Regions from separate parts of the Sus scrofa genome. Here region 1 is linked to region 2. The links are chromatin contacts, called in public Hi-C maps. All regions are on one chromosome and are shown on one strand. The core of a region is the stretch at or near the end of the contact, and the rest is flanking DNA. Distances in the headings are between cores, read along the strand shown.

The links. Hi-C and Micro-C count contacts between places; a contact is called where the count stands out from the background.
Region 1: a contact with region 2 is called in a Hi-C map of embryonic fibroblasts, with 1.9 times the contacts expected there. The contact joins the promoter of MPZL1 here to the promoter of MPC2 in region 2. A contact is called at or near these places in 5 of 47 Hi-C or Micro-C datasets (embryonic fibroblasts, fibroblasts, heart right ventricle and 2 more) and 1 of 2 datasets of contacts at active chromatin or transcription factors (alveolar macrophages).

The regions. Positions count from the first base shown.
Region 1 is chr4:83,306,277-83,312,224 of Sscrofa11.1, forward strand. MPZL1 (myelin protein zero-like protein 1) reads right to left here and starts at 3,344. Exons shown (of 6, transcript XR_002343361.1): 1 at 3,057-3,344.
Region 2 is chr4:83,064,863-83,071,626 of Sscrofa11.1, forward strand. It overlaps MPC2 (mitochondrial pyruvate carrier 2), which reads left to right and starts at 5,052. Exons shown (of 6, transcript XM_003355070.4): 1 at 5,052-5,297; 2 at 5,620-5,730. The coding sequence starts at 5,622. DCAF6 (DDB1- and CUL4-associated factor 6) reads right to left here and starts at 4,856. Exons shown (of 19, transcript XM_021089469.1): 1 at 4,426-4,856. The coding sequence starts at 4,522. It overlaps MIR9810 (microRNA 9810), which reads left to right and starts at 5,501; the gene lies at 5,501-5,595.

The DNA.
Region 1 (5,948 bases), core at 2,094-4,593, 240 kb after region 2:
CTGTTGACCATTGCTTCTTTCTTAAAAACTTCATTCTCTCTTGGCTTCCAGGACACCACACTCTTCTGGTTCTTTTCAAATTCAATGAGCCTCCTTCTCAGGTTCCGTATACTGGAGGACTCTGTCCTTGGTCTTCTGCTTTTCCTTCAATACACTCACTTGGTGACCTCATCCAAGCAATCCACTGCTTTAACTGCTATCCACATAAAGCCTCCCAAATCTCTAGCTCCTACCAGAACTTTCTCCTCACCTTTAGAACCATCCACCCAACTGTTTTCTACCCACTCCTATGGAGATGCCTCAGTAGTATCTTAAACTCAACATATCCAAAAGGAACTCCATCATCCTCTTCTATGAACACTCCTATTTCCTCATCCCATATTTTTCATCATCGAAAAGCCCCACTTTCCAAAAATATGCCTGGCTACCCAAGCCCCAAACTGTAGCCCCAACTCCTCTCTTTCAAGTCCACATCAAATTGATTTCCAGGTCTTATCAAATTTACTTTCTACTGAGCTCTTGGTTATGTCCTCTCTTCATATCCCACACCTTTAATTCAGGTCTTCATCCTCTGGATTATTATAACACTCTGGTTTCTTAAGCCTTATACCATTCTAACCTACCCTTCACATCTCAATAGACAGAGAAATCCTTCACAGGCTCCCACAGCCCTCAGGATCAAATCTGGCCCCAAGAATGGCAAACAAGGAGTTCCTGTCGTAGCTCAGTGGTAATGAACCCAAATAGTATCCATGAGGATATGGGTTTGACCCCTGGCCTCGCTCAGCAGGTTAAGGATCCAGCGCTGTGTGGCTGTGGTGTAGGCTGTTACAGCTTCAACTGGACCCCTAGCCTAGGAACTTCCATATGCCATGGGTACAGCCCTAAAAAGACCAAAAAAAAAAAAAAAAAAAAGCAAAATCTTGTGAGTTAGTGCCTCTGACTGGCTTTCCTGCCTCAACCCCTACCATCTCTCCTATACTCTCCAACCTCCCATCACAATGACCTACTAACAGGTTCATGCATGACTCTGCATATCCTGTTTCCTCCCCCAATGCCTACTTGGCTTAGGCATCCCTTTTTCTAGCAGCCTAAACTGAGATGATGACTCCCCTTAGTACTTTCACAGCAAACCATTAAGGAAAGACTTCAATTGCTCATCTCATTGGTTCTCCCACATGTGTAAATTATGTGAGGCCAGGGACTGTCCTTAATAGAATACCTCTGGTGCTTAATACTTAAAAACTGCTTAATGTTTGCTAAATAACTGTATCTGGGTCAAACTCAAGAAGACAGTCTATAAAACACGAACTGTTATGTACAGTATCCAGAACAAGAAAAGATAACCTGGCAAGAAGAAACATTCAATAGTTTTCTAAAATTAACCAATAACATTAGCTGCAGACTTTCACATATTAGCATTCATCTTTCATTACTGAAAGGCTAAGTATGTCCAAGGTGTGTGCAGATGTTATTCCAACAATCTCTCTCTCTCTTTTTTTTTGGCTGCAGCGTACACACCACAGCAATGCTGGATCCTTAACCCACTCACTGATTGAGGCCAGGGATCAAACCTGAATACTCTTGGATGCTAGTCAGATTCGTTTCCACTGAGCCTCAATGGGAAATCCCTTTTATTTAAACAAAACAAACAAAAAAAACAAACCTCAGAAGAGACATTTATACATAATGAATTTTGTCTTATATGTACAAAGTACATCTTCACCTATCAATCTCCACAGGGTGGGGGACTTTTACAATTAGACTTTATAGTTCATGGAACCATTCATTAAATGTTATTTTTCCTGGCATTTCCTACCTGGTGCAGTGGATTAAGAATCAGCTGCAGCTGCCCTGGTGTCTAGAGGCACAGGTACCATCCCCCCGCAGGTGCAGTAGGTTAAAGGATCCAGCATTGCCCCAGATGCAACCTCAGCTGCAGCTGGGATTCAGTCCCTGCCCCGGGAACTTCCATATGCTGTGGGTGCAGCCATTAAAAAAAAAAAAAAAAAAGATATTTTCCAAAGATTACATTAAGGACTTTTCCATGAAACTAATTACTGAGTATACTCATGTTCAGATACTGTGAGGCAACTGACATTTTGCAAAACAAAAGAAATGAACAAGTCTCCATGGGTTCTTAGGAGTTGGCCCTCTTTATAACCATTACTTAACCACATTCTCAGACAGCAACAAGTACTCTGCTTTGAACAACACACACACAAACGCCTATGGGGGACTGCGGATATCCCTAAAAGAACTCATCCAATTCAATCAGTCCAGTCTCAGGTTTACCTTATGCCTCACTCACGAAATCTAGCAAGGAAAAAAAGGATTTTTTTTTTGGATAAAAGAAAAATGTGCCTTTTAATGTCCTATGTCTTGTCAAAAAATGGTGACGATGTCTCGAATGATTATGGATTTGCCCGAACTCTTAAACCAGGTCATTCCAGTGGTATTTCCAACTCTGCATTCTCACCCAAAAGTAATGTAAATTTCTTCTTGGTGCTCTGCAGACCCCAGAGATAAGCCAAATTAAGCTCCGGGACTCTTCTATCTCAGAGGCTTAAAAATGGGTACTTTACGAGGTTAAAAAAAAAAAAAAATTGCTTAAAACAGAGGAACAAACAACAAAGGCCCTACAAATGAAAAACCTGCAACCTTCCGCCACCTCCCAAAGGTGGAGAACGCCAGAAGCCCGGGTTCCTGAACCGGAATTCCAGGCGGGCCCAGGCGACCCAAAGTCACCATGCGGAGAAGGTGGGCGAATCAGCGAGGGTGCGATGCAGCCGCCCGTCGGGCCTGCTCTCCAGACAGATTCCCCCAGGAGTGAGCAAGGTAGGGAGTTTTTCCCCCTTCCTCCTCACGCAGGGACCGAGGAAGAAGAAAGAAGCTCCGCGCCTCCTCTGCCCGTAGCGGGGCCCGCGGTCCCCGCCCGCCGGCTCGGTTCCCCCAGCCCCAGAGCGCGTAGGCCGCGCCCCCTCCCCACCTCAGCGCCCCTCAAGCTCAGGGCCCGCCACCCTGCCCCAAGCCCCCGCCGCCACCGCAACACTCACGGAGTCCGAGCGCCGCCACCAGCACCGACCACAGCCAGCGCCCGCGGTCTGGGGCTGCAATCAGTGCCCTGGCCCCGGCGGGCGCTGCCATCGTCCTCTCGCTGCAGCCGCAGCCGCCGCACCCCCGGGCCCCGGTCCCCACTGTGGTTAGCTCTGCTCGGGGCTGAAGGAGCCTGACTCGCCGCCACCCGCGTCCGCTGGCACCTCCACGCCGCGCTCCCCGCTCGCGGCCCCAGGCGCAGCCAGCCAGCCCTCCGCCGCGGCCTCGGCTCCAGCTGCCTGCTCATTGGCCTGCCCCGCGCCCTTTGAAGGACGGGATTGGAAGGCACTTACTGTCCATCACCCCTCCCCCAGGTGTAGCCCCGCCCCCCTCAGTCCCACCCTGGCTCCTTATCCAGGCGCTGGAGGTCCTCGGCTGTCCGAGGGAACCGCCGCCAAGCCCTTTGCCTGCCTGCGTGGCTGCCGCCTGCCTTTCTCCTCTGCCTCTCTAAGGGTCCAACCCCCCAGATCTCATTATCTGTCCTCGCCTGTTTCAGCTCTTCTCCGTTTCTCTGAGCCTCACCTAAAGAAGCAGTTCATTTACTAAATTAAAAAAAGAAAAAGAAAAAGAAAAGAAGGATTAGGGTACAATGGGGAGAGACTTCTGATTCAGACTTCCAGATAGAACTCGTTTCCCCGCTTGCCCTGCTTCCCGAGGCGTGTCCTTTGCCTGGACCAGATAATTTATGTGTTGCAATTTGAAAAATCTACTAGCTTAAAAAGAAGTCTCCATCTTGTCTGACTCCCTTCTTAGGAGGCCCTCCTTTTGGTTTAAGAAGGGTCAGGAACTGAGAACACTTTCCTGCAACCTAGAGCACAAATGAATGGGGGGTTTGTTTGTTTTGCTTTTATCAACAAAATGTCCCTTAATTTATCAATAAAAAATTGGTTAGTTCTCCACCCTGACTCGGAAGTGCCTTGCCTGAGCCGGCTCCACTTGGTTATCTTGGCCCAGGACAATGTCTGCAACTTATTGGTTGCCCAGTAAATAAAGTGTTTGGAAGGGTCCTTCTGAGAGTAGCCCATGAAAGAGAGAAATGAGACAAGAGCACAAGAAAGATGATGGTGAAGGAAGAAAAGGAAAAACCCAGATAGGAGGCCAATAGTGTGAGTGAGGAAAACAAGTACTAGGCAGTTAGGAGAGAGTGGGGGAAGAGCGTGGTGAGAGGACCTAAATGCAGCCTCTCATTTCAGGATTTTGTCTAAAGTCAATCTTAGTAACACCTCTCCTGATTTGTTGCTGTTTTAGCCTGCTAGCCTTGCAGTACCACAAACTCATAATAATTACTTTAGCACTAGTGAGAGAAAACTGAAAACTACAAAGAGAGAGAGGGACCATTTCAATCTATTTCTCACTCAGCATGACCTTATGAAGTGTTTCTGGAATGCCATAGGTTGGAAAGAATACTAATATACAAGTGCATTAAGGAAGTTCCCATCGTGGCTCAGCAGAAATGAATCTGATTAGCATCCACGAGGACTCAGGTTTGATCCCTGGCCTCACTTAGTAGGTTAAGGATTCTGCGTTGCAGTGAGCAGTGGTATAGGTTGCAGACATGGCTTGGATCTCATGTGGCTGTGGCTGTGGCTGTGGTGTAAGCCTGCAGCTGTAGCTCCGATTTGACCCCTAGCCTGGGAACCTCCATATGAGGCCCTCAAAGGACAAAAAGAAAAAAAAAAGTGCATTAAGTGAGCAACTACTATGTGCTGTAGATGTACAATACCTAGACTTTACTCTGAAGAAGCACAGTCTACTAGTCAGTGTAGCAAGCAAGTACGTAATGAGATTTTTTTTCATGCTCTATGAGATCAAATAAAGGAGAGACCTAAGGCCAGCAGGGACAATGAGGTTCTCAAAAACACATGTAATGTGAAAAGCTTCTCCACTGACTGTGATGTATCTCAACACACATATTCTCTCTTCTGAGAACCACTGGCCCATGAGGTGTCTGGAAAAGATGCACAGAGGATGTAGCATTTGAGGTGGATTTTAATGGGTGAATAAAGTTTCACCAGAGGGAAACAGGAAAAGTCAACTCAGACACAAGAAAGAAGTACTAGGTGTAAAGGAATAGTGGATTAAGCTTGTGTGATTTGGGACTTCAGGGGTTTTAGGGTAGGAGAGAACACTGGAAAAGCAGGCTGTGGTTATATTTTAAAGAGCCTTGGATTGTCTTTATTCTGTAGGCAGTGTGTAGTGATGACAGGGAGGTGACAAATTCAGACCCATGTATTAAAAGGGTGACCCCTGCAACAGACAAGGCAAGAGTGAGGAGAGTACAAAATAAGTTATTGATAGTGATGATGGAGCGGACTATTGGAAAAACCATTCAGAATGACAAGACTGGGTATAAATTGGATGGGAAGTTTAAGCAAAGACAGATGTGACCTCCACTTTCTAGCCAGAGTGGAGAATGATGCTGGCAGTTAACCAAGACTAAAAACCCAGAAAGAGAACCTGGTCTGGGAGGAAAGCTAATAAGCAGGGCCCTGAACACAGCTTCAGGTGCTGAGAAGACCCAGATGGTCAATCAGAAGGCAGTTGGATACCTAGGCCTGGAGCCCAGGGAAGAAGAGAAGGGCTAATGTGAAGTTGAAGGCCTGCCATGGTGGCAAAGTGTTACCACACTAAACAATATCAGACCATTATTAATAAAATATTTGTTGAATGAACACATGAATGGTTTATTAAGTTAATCTAGATAAGTTACAAAGGAAAAAAAATGCCACTTTGCTTTAGCATAGTCCTTACATTGTGGTTTCTTTCTTTTTTTTTTTTTTTTTTTTTTGCCTTTTTGCCTTTTCTAGGCCTGCACCCGTGGCATATGGAGGTTCCCAGGCTAGGGGTCTAAT
Region 2 (6,764 bases), core at 3,802-6,301:
AGGAATTATCAGCATATTCTATTACATGTATTTGTCATATTTGACTGTCCTTATTCACTAAGAAATTCAGACATTTTTCAACTTCCACTGAGTTTTTTTTAGCCACACCCTTGGACCAAAGTTCCTTGGCCGGGGATCGAACCCACACTACAGCAGTGACCTAAGCTTCAGCAGTGACAAAGCCGTATCCTTAACCTACTGAGCCCAGCAGGGAACTCGATCATTGAGATTATAAGAGTAAAAAATATATATACAAATATTTCACTAACTTTTCCATGGTAGACAACAAAGACACAAAAGTCAGAATTTAGTGACCCTCATTAAAATATATTGTAACTTGACAAAACTTTATCACTAAATAACCTGTTAAGTCTAAATGTAGATGTATTCAGGATATGCTAAAGACTAAATGCAAAATTATCCATTTTAATACATATGAGTCTAATGATATTCAAGTGACACAGACTTCCTAATCACCTCACAAAAAGAGATCTCAATCTCCAGTATAAAGTTGTCACTGGCTTTGTGGTATAGTCTGAATGTTCCTGCCCTGCCACCCCCAACCCTGACAAATTCCTCTGTTGAAATCCTAACCCCCAAGGTATTAGGCAGTGGGATCCCTGGGAAGTGATTAGGCTTAGATTAGTACCCTTATAAAAGAGACCCCAGAGAATTAGCTCACCCCTTTTGCCTGTGAGGTTACAGTGAAAAGATGGCTATGAACCAGGAAGCAGGCCCTCTCACCTGACTCAGAACCTACTCATGTGAACACCCTTATCTCAGCTTTCCAAAACTGAAAAATAAATTTCTGCTGTTTATAAGACACCCAGGTTATGGTGTTTTGTTATAGCATCCCAAGCTGACCAAGACATTGCCTAGTCACAGTTCAAACACTTTATATTAAACACATAATACATTAGAGCAAACAGCTCCCTTGAAAATTTCCCTTAAATTGCTTGTTTTAAAAACTGTCTTTAATTTATAAAGGTTAGAAAGTATCAATTCAAATTGTAGACAAGTCCAATTAAAATGAAAGAAATAGGAATGGATAGAAGAAATGTACAGAAACGTTAGTTTCTTTTATAAGCAATGTTTACCTCTATAAAACTGTAATGAAATATGTGTGGCTAATAAATTATTACTATAACAAGCACTGAGTTCCGAAAACACTATTCTATAGCTAGCATATGGTAGTTTGAGAAACTCTGAGACCTACAGGTGTCTCTGACTCTGGACTTTGACAATTAGTCTTTAGAAAAATTAATTCTCCATTGAAATTTAGATCAGACTCATAAATACGTCAATCCCTGGAATGGCCTCTGAATCAGTGCTAGACAAAACAACACTCTACTGGTTCAGGTGCATCTTGTGAATTTGGGGATTATAAGTAAACATATATATACTTTGCCGAAATAACATAGGACAAATTGATTATCTTCATTCCAACTTTTTTTTTTTTTTTTTTTTTTTTGGTCTTTTTAGGGCCACACCCACAGCATAGGGAAGTTCCCAGGCTAGGCCTCAAATCAGGGATACAGGTGGCCTACGTCACAGCCACGGCAATGCCAGATCCTTGACCCACTGAGCAAGGCCAGGGATCAAACCCACGTACCGGTTGGGTTCTTACCACTGAACCACGACGGAACTCCTTTTATTTTTTCATTCCCACAATATAAAAGGATATTTTGTGAACTGTAATTTTCTTTGATTGGAGGAAAAAAAGCAATTAATGACATTTAAATAAAACTACCTGTAAAAATTTTTTCTTAATTACAAAAGAGAAATCACCTGTAAAGCTTGAATACTACTATTGAAAAGACACATGCTATGGTTAACTTGAAATGTGTCTGTTATAAGGAAACCCTGTAGGAGTTCCTGTTGTGGCTCAGTGGTTAACGAATCCGACTAGGAACCATGAGGTTGCGGGTTCAATCCCTGGCCTTGCTCAGTGGGCTATGGATCCAGCGTTGCCGGAGCTGTGGAGTCGCAGACGAGGCTAGGATCTGGCACTGCTGTGGCCGTAGCATAGGCCGGTGGCTACAGCTCAGATTAGACCCCTAGCCTGGGAACCTCCATGTGCCGCGGGTGCAGCCCTAAAAAAGGACAAAAAGCCACACAAAAAAGGAAAAGAAAAATCTGTCAATTCCTTCCATCCCAATTTTACTGTTATTTAGAAGTAATTCATTACCAGAAATACAAAAAATGGAAATTAGAAAAATATTTCATCTACACCACTCTAGATAAACAATCAAAATATTTAAATACTGAAGTCTCCAAAAAAGAAATATATTTACTTTTTAAAACTCTTGGACTTGGACTTTTTAAAAAGAAGACCTTATAAATGTACTTCGAAATATCATTTTTTTAAACATCTCATTAATTCAGCCACTATCAATATGGATTTTTCTGTTTCCTGGATGGTAAGCCAAAATTAGCACTGTGAGTGTGGAAGAGTTGGATAAATGCAAGGTGTAAAGATGGTCTCCTAAGGCCAAGAAATTACAAGCTATTTTCAAATACTTAAAAAACCACTTTTAAGGAAGCTGCTCCAAGAATGTGCTAATTATAATGTATATATTACTAACACATTTAAAATATTATATAACATGGAATTCTCTGTATGAATATACATATATTTGAAAATCTGTAATTTAGACTTTCAACAATAAACAGTGGAATCTTACTCAATTCCCCCTCCACCCAAGACACAAACGCCACTCTCATTAGGGAGCTAAAAGAGGAAGAGAAAAAGAAAACATATAGTTTTATTATATTTTGACTCTATCACAGATACAGCTGAACTGAACCAGACGAAGCATTAATATATAAACCTGCATATAAGTACTACTTATTTAAATGCTCCAACTAATTGAGATAAAGGATCAAATGTAAATTCATTCATGCAGGACAGTGTTAAAGTTCTTTCTCTGCAAGTAAATATTAAAAGAAATACTGCACATCTTTTTAGGTTAATGATTTTAAAAGCACTCTTTACCGATATTTAATTTTAAAATGATTAATCACCACTCCAGGTACTTATCCTAGAACAAATGCACAAAAAGCTTGTACCAGGATATTCCCACTGTAGTGCTGTTGGGGTGATGGGGGGGGCTGAGTCTACCATGACACCTTCATACTGTTAAATATTATGCAATAGTTTAAAAAGCTGAATAGATCTATTTTTACTGACATGGAAAGAATTCCAACATGTACACATGTGCTTGTTAATTCAAAGGAAAAGGTCTGGAAGACTATTCAGGAAACAACACTGTTACTTCTCTAAGGGGGTGTGTGTGTGTGAAATTGGAATGGGAGGAATAATAAGGATTTTTGCTTCATTCTTACTAAGTTTTTACAAGGAGAACATATTCATGTCACTTGAGACACCAAAAAACAAGAGCAAGGGAAAAAAATGCTTGCTAACTTTTCTCAAATAATTCACAAACCAGAACTGTTAGGCGTAATGAGATGTCATTTTCTTTTGATTCTAAGGCAAAACCAAATAACATCAAAAAATACCTAGCAAAAAGCGACAGAATTGGAAAAAAATTAATGCTGTCATTTTCAAATTCAAAGAAAAATTAAAAGAGTAATGAAAAGATTTGCAGAGGAAGAAATAAAATAAATTACTAAATCCGTCCACTTTTAGCTCAGGCGTGACCCAGAATCCTCACAAATCCACTTTCCCCAAAACGAAAAAAAAGTGTAATACTGTTCCCTCAAGTATCAAGGTTGTTTTTAGAAAGCTTAACTAAGAAACAGTAAATGCCAAGTGTGTTTCACAGGGGGGGAATGGGAACGTGAAATCCTACACCTCCTTAAAGCGGTCAAAACGACTGAACACCAGAGTCCAACTGGGAATGCGCGCGGGGGTGGGGAGAGCTCAGCTATCACTTTTAGGTTTGGCTCGGAGCCGCAGGACAGTTTACATAGAGTCTGTTTGGAGCGTAAAGTCCCCGAGGGTGGTCAACGCATCACTGGCGACACCTAAGCCCTCCCGAGACTGTAGGGGAGCGGCGGTCAACACAAACTTAGGTCCTTCGGCGGAGCGAGGACAGCGCTGGAGAAGAGCTAAAGCGCCAACTTTTGCTCTAAACGCTGCAGCACCGGGAGGTTCGACAAGTCTTCTCCCGAGTCCCACTCCAGAAGCCACCCTAACACCAACCTTAGCCACTACTGTCTGCCCCCGGTCCGACCCCCCGAGGAAAACCCAGCAAGGGCGGCGGCTGGCAGCATGCAAAGGGGAGGCTTGGCCGTGGGAGGACACGGGCGCAGAATCCGACGGCCGAGGTCCACCCAGCATCCCTGAGTCTCCGGGGGACCCCTACCAGGCGCTATCCCACCTCCAACAGCCCCCGCGGCGCGGCCCCCTCCCCCACCTCTGGGCGGCGACCTCAGCGCCTCCGCCCCGGGGCCCCTGCTCACCCAGGTAGCGGCTCCGCAGCCGGGAGGGGTCCTCCAGCCCGAGAGACCTTTTCCTCACGTCCCACAACAGGTGTGGGCAGGAACCACCCCGAGACATGGCTCTGCCGGGCCGGGGGAGGAGGGGAGACCACCGCGTGGGGGAGGGGAGGAAGGGGAGGGGACACGCGGCTCAACACCCCAGCCGCACCGGCACCATCCGCGCGCCGAGCCTCGCGGGCGCAGCGAGTTAGATGGCGGCGGCAGGATCGACCCGCGCGCCTTCGCCCCCGAAGCCTGGCCGCACCCGGGCCAGAGCTCGCCTCATACTCTCCCTCTCAGACTACCCAGAACATCCAGAGATCAGCAACAGTCCCCTCCCTCGGCCCCCCTCCAACAGGAGGAGACCGAGGAGGCGGAAGCGGCCTCGACTCCTCCCTCTCCTCGTTCTCTACACCCTCCCTTCCAAGCCTTCTCGCGAGATAACGACCACCTTGGGGACTGAGGCAGGTGTGCGCCAACGCTGCCCTTACCCTAGAAAAATGGGTTCAGACCACTCTAGCCAAATCCTTTATGCTTTTTGGATAAATGAGGACTAGAGGGAGAAGGAGTTGAAATCAGAAGTTTTTCGCTCACGAGTCTCATTCCAAAGGAAGCAAGAGAATTGTGCGGCGTCATCTTTAGTCGGGGCACGGGAAGGCCCGAAAAGCCCATTTTAACTAGGGGCCTCCTTAACCAAAGTGAAAGGGGATCAGAAGCGGTGCAGCTTCACTTTCCCTTCTCCAACATGGCCTCCAGGGCAGCAAGGAGAAATTGGAGGTTTGCTCTGGACCCCGCCCGCGCCTCGGGGCTGGCCAATCACCGCGGACAGTTCTAGTTGCGCAAGCGCACTACAGGTAGGACGCGAGGTTGATTCGGTGAGGCAATCCTTTTGCCACCTGTTTCCATGACCCCTCCTCCTCTTAGGCGGTGGGAGGCCAGTAGGCGGGCTGGGGGCGGGCCATCGCAGTGTCTCCGCCCCGTCCACCTTCTCTGGGTGCGGGCCCGCGGGTAGTTGGAAAGAGGTCAGGCAGAGCTACGGGAAGGGCACCCGGAGGAAGAGGAGGGCGAGAGGCGTTGAGGCAGGGGAGAGTGACGAGGTGCCCTTCATTGTCAGCCAGGGACGAGCACGCGGCCACTCTCCCCTCACTCCGACTGCCCACGATCACTCGTCCGCAGAAATGTCAGCCGCCGGCGCCCGGGGCCTGCGAGCCACCTACCACCGGGTTCTCGATAAAGTGGAGCTCCTACTGCCTGAAAAATTGAGGCCGTTGTACAACCACCCAGCAGGTAATGAACCCAGAGTGGCTCTCACCGAGTCCTTCCCTCCCCGTCCCTCTAAGAGACGTTTAGAGGCCCGCTGACAACTCTGCCGCTGGAGGCGTCACCCACAGCCCCATCCCCTTCCCTTTAAGTGAAACCGTGTACTCTTTCTTGCATTTCACGTTTTCTTTTCCAGCATCTTTCATCAACTCCTAGTTTTCAAGCAAGCGCCCTTTGCGACCTTGGTTGCACCTCATCCCTTAGGCACCATTCACACCCGGACCAGGCCTCTGGGTTTCATCCTTCTCCGTTTCTGCGGCCAGGAAAGGGTCTTGGGCCATTAGGAAACCTCATTTCCTCTTTTCCTCCAAGAGTAGTGGTATATTGACCCACGCGGAGAAGAGCTGTCGTACCGCACCGGCGGATTTAGAGTAAAGGTCGTACTTCCTCAAACTCCAGCTGACAGGCCTGCAGATGTGTTACCCGGGTTTCTGAGTCAGTGTCATTCCTTGTCCCATAGGCCTAGTTTTTTTAAAGTTAACCTTATTTATTAAATTACTACTAAACCAGCTCTCCCTAGACCTTTTTGTGCGGACGGACCTGGATTTAATTCTGCTCAGCTTGCTTACTATAGGTGTGACCTTGGGCGAAATCTTTTATCTTAACTTCTGTAAAATCTGATCGATGTGAGAGTTAAAGATAGCATATGTGTCTGTTTCTTTATAAATTCTCCATAAATACTAGCCCCCTCTTTAACCTATTGGAAAACAATGTTCTTGTGGTTGAAAAAAAATAATTCTATAAGAAACTGGAAGATTCCTAATTCCTCCAACTCAATTTAAGGTCCAGAATTCTGTTACATTGTCTATAAAATGGTTAGTAATAATACTTACTTGGCTGGGAACTAAAACCAGATATATTCTGAATTCACTTTTGAGCCTCAGACTTAGCAAAGGAGAAAATGTATTATAAATGGAAAGACTGAGTACAACTCCAAAGCGGCCCATTTTTCCTACTATCTAAATCTATCTCTGCAGTTGGTGTCATTAGGAAAGCTGTCT